Linked DNA regions of Mus musculus: region 2 is linked to region 1. Evidence: chromatin contacts called from public Hi-C data. All regions are on one chromosome and are shown on one strand. The core of a region is the stretch at or near the end of the contact, and the rest is flanking DNA. Distances in the headings are between cores, read along the strand shown.

Evidence for each region. Hi-C and Micro-C count contacts between places; a contact is called where the count stands out from the background.
Region 2: a contact with region 1 is called in a Hi-C map of the C2C12 cell line, with 2.0 times the contacts expected there. A contact is called at or near these places in 2 of 39 promoter capture datasets (cranial neural crest and embryonic stem cells), 8 of 484 Hi-C or Micro-C datasets (the C2C12 cell line, the N1E-115 cell line, brain and 4 more), 4 of 130 datasets of targeted methods (the NIH/3T3 cell line, astrocytes, embryonic forebrain and 1 more) and 1 of 9 other capture datasets (adipose tissue).

The regions. Positions count from the first base shown.
Region 1 is chr19:19,038,257-19,042,733 of GRCm38.p6, reverse strand. The region is part of intron 1 of Rorb (RAR-related orphan receptor beta); the gene reads left to right. Among named protein-coding and RNA genes, the nearest start is that of Rorb, 71 kb to the left of the region's middle.
Region 2 is chr19:19,108,917-19,113,393 of GRCm38.p6, reverse strand. Rorb (RAR-related orphan receptor beta) reads left to right here and starts at 2,198. Exons shown (of 10, transcript NM_001043354.2): 1 at 2,198-2,842. The coding sequence starts at 2,836.

The DNA.
Region 1 (4,477 bases), core at 559-3,058:
GTTCCTGTCATTTGATTAAATGAGACATTGCAGTCATGAATATAGTCCTGTGATGTTGAAAGGAAGACTTAACACGCAGAGGGCAGAATTACTGAGCCAGGCTCTTCACAGAGCCAAGGCAGAGTCTGGGTGGGTGTCCAACTCTGCACTTTCCCCTCCAGCCCATAAATCTTACCTGGTCTCCAATTTACATTATACTGCAAAGCACAGAGCCTCTGGGGAACTTGGTTTTCTTACCTAGAGAGGGACTTCTTCACTCTAACACACCACTAGATGAGAGATCACTTTGCAACTTTTGCTAGGGTTTAGTCAAAGCAAGCTCCCCAGGGGCTCTCCTATTATACCCTGAGGTACTAGATGAAAAGCCTTCACTTTCTCTTCTTTAAAATTCAGGCTCCTAAACTCAGTGGGATGGGAAACCACACACAGCATTTATTTACAAAAGAAATTGTCACTGCCCTTAAAGGAAAATAGCAAAGTACTGGGAGACTTAAAGAAAATATGGTCTGTGTGTCATGATTCAAAAGTCACAGAAAATACTTTTTTTTATATATCGATTTTGCACGTATCCCACAGAATGCCCAGGAATGAACTCTTCCTGCGCACAGATGCCTGAGGGAGTCTGGGAGTGAGCCTGGCACTGCAGAACGGGCTATTTTTGGAAGGAGCCAAGACCTGCAATTGCCTGTCGTGGAGAAAGATGTACCGGTGTGATAGCCGGTTATTGAACTGGGGGCATTGGCAATTGATGAGGTGATGGTATCACCCTTAAAGTTCAGGTCACGGGAGGAAAAAGGGTGCTCCTGAGGGTAATGAGATACAAACACAGCCGACCAGACTGCCATTGCCCTCATCTTAATTAAACCCAGTAAGGAAAAAAGAAAAAAAAAAAAAAAAAAACAACTTGGGATGTTTCTATCCCTTCTACACTCCAGGCCAGTCACGGGACCAATTAGCTCAATTCAGCTGAAATCCCCTTTTCCTCCATAGGTTTTACTTAATTACTTCATGTTTCCTTCTCCAGGTGGAACATGACAATGTATGCTAAAGCAAGTCCCCATGTCTTGTGAAATACACTCCCCGCTTCCAGCTTCCACCTCCCCTGGTGTGAAGCACTAAGGAGAATGTAAGGCAATTGCCTCTTGAAGGACTGTTCAAAAACCAGCAAACCAGCCGAATTCAAGAGGTTAATTTCCACCCTTCAGAGCCTTTTAATTGTAGATCACAAAGATCTCAGATCTTCTAATAAATTATTTTGTTAATTCGGTCAAGTGCCCCATTTTCCCACCCTAGAAAATATAACAGAATGTGTCGCCATAACACAAGCTTCACACACATTTCTCTTGCTGAAAAGACTCTACTGCTCTTCCTTTTCTAAAGCAAAGGATGGCATGGCCCACTTTGGGCAATTAGTCCACTGGTACATCCTGTGGAGAATCTGAGCCAGTCTGTCTTATGAGATGTTAACAATCAGTCACTTGGGAATGTCACTTGTCCAAGTGGTTTTTCTATTTGTCCCACCTCAAGGATGACGTGTGTGCTTGGATTTTTCCTATAGAATGCATTTTCCTTGCATTCTTTAGATGCCATCTGAAAACCATCATAATCCAAAGGCTGAATTTTGGTGGCTAGGAAAACCTGGGCCTAATAATCAGAGAGCTCAGTGTGAGGATTTTATTGGTCTGCTCTGTGTGACTGTAACAGTGTTGACATGAAATCAAATTCAATTAGCATAGACTTGCTAATGACCTGCACTGCTTCTAAAACACACAAGGACAAAACACTTGGCCCAAAAGCTCCCACTTACCAGAGTTTCCAACTCCTTTTGGTTTTTTTGTTAGAGCAGTAGCCAACAGCCAGATTGTCTCCATAGATGCACCCTAAAGCACTTCGCTAATGAAACACTTGACCAACCACGCCTGTGAGTGGTGAAAGGGAGGGGGTGGGGGAAGTTCTGTCCTCAGGTGCTCTTGAAGTGGTTTCTGAAGCCACTGTGGAGCATGCACTGCGTCTCTGGAGGATACGTTGGCTGGACAGAGTATCAAAGCAGCTAGGGGAAATAAGGTCTGTGGTCAGGATTGTGTTTCAGTAAGGCTAGAGTCACCCTCACTGAATGTTCAGGAGGCCAGCCCACTATCAGAGCAGCACTTTAAAGAAACAGAGGAGCCTTTATGATGTCCCGCCATGGCAGGAAGATGAAGAGGAGGTCCATTCTAGACTGCCACAGCTTTGATTGACTACCTCCCTATTGTTTCTTTCCTGATCGCCTGGCAGGCTCATCATAACACCCTTTGTCTCCCAGCAAAGAGCAAGGAGAGTTCTGATTCACCTGTCCTCCTCTGTCCCACCAGCAAATAGTCCTTGCACTGAGTCACTATCTTGAATCCTCAGTAAACACAGCAGTAGATAATAATGCCTGATGTTTAAAATGCCTGGATTCTGTCATGTTGTTTCTTATGTTAATTCTTCATGGTTTCCTTCCAGACACATCCTCAAACTTTTTTTTCTCTCTTGTAACCTATACATATATTTTTTAATTTAATATCACATTCTTTATCAAATATGCTGTTGAAGGCAGTTGTGTAAGGTGGTAAGCATTACAGAGCTCCAAAAAGGAAATTCAGGCACCTGGTGTAAATGTTCCTACTTGTATGTCTGGGCATTTGCCATCACCTGCACACAACACACAGTGTTGTCAGGTCATTGTAAAGCCTCAATGCCTCCCCAGGTCAGGGTCAACACACTTCAGCTTCTTAACATCTTTTACCTCATAAAGCCAGAAGTTAAAAACATCATGAGAAAGCCCTGACCTGGCTATATACAACTTAGAATCCAAGGAAGTAATGATAGAAATTTGATATATTTGACTAAGAAAAAACCCTAAAATGCTACTGACCTCTGCTCTTATAAGCGCCGAAAATAAAATAAGCACCAGAGGATATGCCCTAGGAAGAGAGACTATTTGTTAGCATTCCTTTTAGACTCTGCCCCACAGTCACCTGGCAATAGCCAGGTATGCCTGACTTACTATAAAAGGGACTGCTTGCCCCCTCCTCACTCTCTCTCTTACTCTCTTACTCTCTCTTCCCCTTCTCCCTCTCTCCTCATCTCCCTCCCCCCGCCTGTTCCTGCTCTCTCTCTTTCTCTCTCTCTCTCTCTCTCTCTCTCTCTCTCTCTCTCTCTCTCTCTCTCTCTCTCCCTCCTCTCTCTCTCCCTCCTCTCTCTCTCTCTCTCTCTCTCTCTCTCTCTCGCTCTCTCTCTCTCTCTCTCTCTCTCTCTCTCTCTCTCCTCCCTTCTCAACTTCCCTTCCCATGCTCTAAATAAATTCTATTCTATACTATAGGGTCCTATTGTATGTCTGGTACCTCAGGGGGGAAGGGATTCTCAGCATGGGCCCGCAGAGTTATACCCTCCCGACTCTCACTGTACCACTATCAGACATATCCTCGGCTCTTTTCTTTTTTTATAAAACACAACACTACTAAAGTGAAGGAAGCTATGCATAACACAGGCAGCCAGGCTGCCAAGTCACATGACACTTAGCCCTGATATTATTCAAAAGCAATGACACATTTCCTCCAGAGGAATCTAGTGGCAAATAAATATAAGGAATTTATACTACATTCAAATTCTTGGAATCACTTGAACACCTGTTTGACTAATGGCAAAAACAAACAAGCAAACAAACAAATAAAAACTTTATTACTGAAAAAAAAAAAGAACCTGTAGAGAGAAATTCTTCATCTCACTTTAGAAATAAGAAAACTGGGTCTCAACTTCATTGTTGGCTCCAGAGTTGCCCTGAAGTAATGTCTGCTAGGAGGAGCACTTCAAGGTCAGAGGAAGGGGTTAGCTGTCTGGGAATCTGTGTTTACTTAGATGTCACTCTCTCCACCTATTTGACATGGTTTAACCCAGCCAATCTCTTCCCCAGAGAAACTGAATCACTTTCCTGGAGTTTGCTAAGCTGTGTAGTAAATGGTGAAGCTTAGACCAATTAGACCTGTGCAACTAACTTCATAGGCTCTGCGGTTATGCATAGCCTACAAGACTTTCTATCCACACAGCCTGAGCATCCTCATCTGAAAGTCTGGAACCTGAAAGGCTCTGAAATAGAAAAGTTTTTTGAGCACCACCTTGATGCCAGAAATGGTTATTTCCACACCTAGCCTCCTATAATGAAGTCGTTTTGAAAACATAGGTATAAATACAGCACAAGGCTGCTTTCAGGTTGTATGTATAAGGTGTATATGAAGTATAATTAATTTTGTGTTTAGGCTTGAGTCCTATCCCCGGCACATCTCAACCTATGCAAATATTCCAAGATTAAAAAAACAAATCTCCTGAAACCCAATATGCTTCTGATTGCAAGCATTTTTAGAGAAGGAATGCTGAGCCTGCAGAGACATCTATTTCCACTTTCAATGGCCCAAGAACCATTGTGTATATGAGAGCATCCACTCAGCAACAACCCAAG
Region 2 (4,477 bases), core at 949-3,448, 70 kb before region 1:
ACACATTGTATCACCATGTGTACAGAGTTTAGAAATTTGAGATGTATTTATTTATAATTAACATGTTTTTTAAAATGCTTGGAGAAAAAAAATCAAGAAATATATTTTACACAGAAAGTGTGTAGTATTGTATTAATGAAACAAAAACCACATAAAAATGTGTACTGGCAAGTTCATTCCATACATGTGTTTACTGTCTTTTCGAAGGCTAAAGATAGTTTATCAATTAAAATGTACTTTAAGGATTCAGTAGTTTATTAGAAACTTAAGAATACATACAGGAGTTAAAATTTTTGGAGTTTTGAAATTCCTTTTAACAAGAAATAGAAAAAGGAAATAATAACAATAGCAATTACAATGTTTACAAAGGGTTTTACATTTCCAATATTCCTATGACTCTGCTTGAAGCTCATAAAATTAAAATGATATAGTCACAATTTGTTTCTTGACTATTTTATATGCAGTAATTTTTAATGAAGCAACTAAATTAGGCATAACTTACTGCAGCTTTAATGTAGTTATGATGAATATATTTTACTTGATTAAAAATGATAAAAACCAGGGAGCCTTAAATATTATCTTAAAAGATTAACTACTGTGTCAATTAAAAATCTAGGAGAAAGGTATTTATGAGGAATAGCTTTCCTGAATAGTAACTTCCTTTGTTCATTTCATTTAATTAATGACTCAATCGACTTTTACTTTCTCCACAACATGTTCCTAAATTACACGCAAATGGAACTGCCCACAGCCGAACTGTTTTGGTTAAACACTGACAGAAGATTCGGGAATTAATACAATTCTTATTGGTGAGACAACTAGTTGATGGTGTTCAGTGTACAGAGGACTGAAGGACTCCAAATTCTACAACATATTACATATTATTACATATTACCCAAAGCAGCATGAATAAATACTGGCAAAAAAAAAAAAAAGTCGAGTTATTTGGGTATGGAGAATGTTGGGGAGGCTCACTTTTAGAATGACTGTGACACGGAGTCCTGTCTCTGTGCTTTCAAAATGATCAAGCAAACTTTTGCACTTCCTGTCTCATGATGCTCAATTCACCAAAGTTTCCAAGCAGTACCTAACTACACGGAAGGAAATCGATGCCATGCTTCTATAGTGTGTGTTTGTTTCATCTACAAAGAATGAAACCATGCCAAAAAAAGAACAAGTTTGGATACCTGTGCTTCATTTTGTTTTGTTTTCTCTTTCAGAATACAGGTAAATTGTCAATAGATGACAAATTTCTTGTAAAGAATGCAGTCTCATGACCTTCGTTTTAGTACCAAACTCTCCTAAGCAGGTGTCTCTGGGGAGCTACTAGCCAAGAGTCTTGCTCTTTAAACCTTCACCAACTGAACAGAACCACACAGTCTTGCCTTCTAGTCTAGGCTCTCTGCCAAGTGTCCCGTCACTAAAGTGACAAATAAAAAGGCAAATGAGCCTGTCCTTAAGTCCTGCAACCAGGGTCAAAGGGTTTCCAAATGCTAAAGAAACCCTTGTCCTTGGCAAAGGAACCTGGGACTACTGAGAAAGGAAGAAGAGAGAAAGGGAAGGGAGAGAGAGGAGGGGAGGAAGGGAGGACCTGAGGCTCAGCATTAGTTAGTTAAAGTTAGAGTGAGGGGTGGGGAGCATTTGAACAGTCTTTAAAAGAAGCTGCACAGAACTAGAGGGGTGTGGTTTTGTAGTCTACCGCTACAGCAGAAGCGTCTGACAAGGTAAACACTCTGCCAGAGGAGCCTGCATTATGGAACAGGGACGCTTCAAAGCGCTGTCGTAGTGTACAAAACTCTTTTGGGACTCTTGCAGTAAGAGGGAATGAGAGTGCAGCCCAGCGGTTCGCCTAGACTCTTCCCTCCAAAGACCTGACTGACCAGTGTCCCTTTCTAATTACTGGAGTCAGAAGTGAACGTCACTCTCACATCTGCCTCACTCTCCAGGGCGCGCTAAGCTTGGCCCAGATCAGACCTCAGATAGGACCTTCTCTAATTCCCAGTCTGGGTCCGCACATCCTGGGACGCCAGAGTCCCTAGCCCCGCCCCCTGTCCCCAAGAGCGTCCCCTCCCCCGCCTCCCCAGACTCTCCACGCGCTGCGGGACGCTGATTGGCCATGGTGCTGACAGGAGGCGGGGCCAGGAAGTCCGGCCAAACCCGCCCTCGCGTATAAGCCTCTTCTGCGCTCGCTCTCTCCACCTCTCTCCTCTTTCTCTCTCGCTCCCTTCGTCTCTGCAACTGAACAGTGAAAATTCACATTGTGGATCCGCTAACAGGCACAGATGTCATGTGAAAACGCACATGCTCTGCAATCCATGCCGCCTTTCTTTCTTTTCTGTTTCCTTTTTTTCCCCCTTGATAATTCTCCCTCTTCTTTGTAACTAACAAAACCACCACCAACTCCTCCTCCTGCCGCTGCCCTCCTCCTCCTCCTCAGTCTAAGTGATCACAAAAGAAATCTCCGAGCCCCGAGGCGGTGGCATTTTTTTTTTTTAAAGCAAGCACATTGGAGAGAAAGAAAAAAAGAAACAAACAAACAAACAAAAGCAAAACAAAACCCAGGCACCAGCAGCTAGGACATTTTTTTTCCACTCTGCCTGAAAACAAACAAACAGCCATCAGAAACAGTCATCAGCAACAGCATCAAAACTGTTAGCTTAGCGGCGGCGGCCACCGTCACCCTGTGGCCACGACATCTGCCTAAAGGGATGCTTCTCTCAGCGGAGCAGCTCTTCGCCGACCGCCTTCTTCCCTCGTGCTGAGCGGAATTTTTGGGTTCTCTGGGGTTCGGGCTGGGAGCTTCATGACTACGCGGAGCAGGACAGCGGCCACATCATGCGAGGTAAGCGAGCCCGCGGGCGGGCGCCCAGAGCAGGACAACTCTAGCTAGACCGGGAGCTTTGGGGGAGGGGAGAGCTCTCGGCCCAAGGGAAGAGAGATTGGCTACTCGAGGCTCCCCGAGTTCGGTTCGCAGGTGGGACTGCAAATGGCCTGGGCTTGGAAAGTTGTGGGAAGGTGTGGAAGGCTCGGGGATTTTGGCAGGACGCTGAAGGGCGCATTTTTTGGAGACCAGGACAGTGCTAATCGCGCCTCCCAGTTCTGGATTTGAATCTTTTCTGCGCGTCGCTCTCCGGTGCGCCACAGGACACGGGATAGAGAGCAGGAAGTCGGGTGACTTTGGGTAGAAGAGGCTGGCAGCTCGCATCCCGCCGTGGTCGCTAGCCATAGGTGAACTCCCTGGCATAAGTGGGGATCACACTGGCCCAGGCTGCCAGATGCAGGAGCAGTCTATAAGCGCGTCTCTTTCTAGAAATAGTAAACACGGTATGCTCCCGAGAACCGGGAAGCAGATGCTTACGTCTGGACCTTCCTTGGGTCCCCTCTTCCCCGTTCTGCTTCACTCTGGATAGGCCGACCCCCCTCTCGCCCTAACACTCCCCCCCCCAAAAAAAAAGTTGGTAGGAGAAAGTTCTGGAGAGTGAAGGCCATACTACTCACATCGGAGAAAACAGGGTCTCAAGCTCTTTTGTGGGATAAAGGACCAAAATAGAAGCTAATACTAAGTGCACCTTCTGGATAGAACCACCACTGTCAATGTTGGTGCTATCTCAGGGACAAGTGGCCCTCAGGGAAGACAGAGCTCAGTCTCCTGCTCTGACTCCAAAACTGGGAGCTACCTGAGCAGCTGGCCAGAGGGCATGAGGAGTCAGTTTGTAGATCTCAGTGGTACAAGTTTCTTGCTTTCTCACTTTACAGTGGGGCACAATTTCTTCTTTTCTTAAAGAGGCCACCACCGGGTGCCCTCCTAACTTGGACATCTGAGTATGTCTGGACACCCAGCCCCTAAATCCAAGCTTCTCTTCTTTGATGTATTGCGTTCCTATGGTGGCTTTTCTCTCTGATTCACAAGTTCCTCCGGAGCAAAAATAAGCAAGCGACAGTCAACTCTGAACCTTCTTGCATCTTGGACGGAAGTGCTTTTGAGCAGGACACTGTTTAGAACAGGGCCCAAAAATACCCATCTCCATCTACCGGGCTGCCTACTCTGGTGCACTTAGGGAGGAGTGGGCATGACCCTCACCCTGGTCGTTATTGAGGAGCCCTAGGCCTGTCTTGACCTTGAAAGCACAGCGTGAGCCCTGGTGTTTGTAGAACAAGGCAGGACAAAAAAGGATGGAGAAAAGCTGATCATTACCCATGGGGATGGAGGAATAAGTCTCTAGATAAAGGACAAAGGTGTCTGGGTGAGTGTCTTGATTGACCTGCGAGCACTGGAAGTTAGAATCTCTGTGTGCTTGTGCACAGTGACAACAGCTGATTGTCCCAGTCACGGGATCGTCACATGCTCCACTATCCAGATTCTTTCCAGAAACTGTAGTACAGAAACTGGTGGGCAGAGCGCCTTTCCTTAGCGAGAACTTGGATTTTCTTGTTTCTCTTTTTCTGACTCACCTCAGGATCTCACACACTTTCCTTT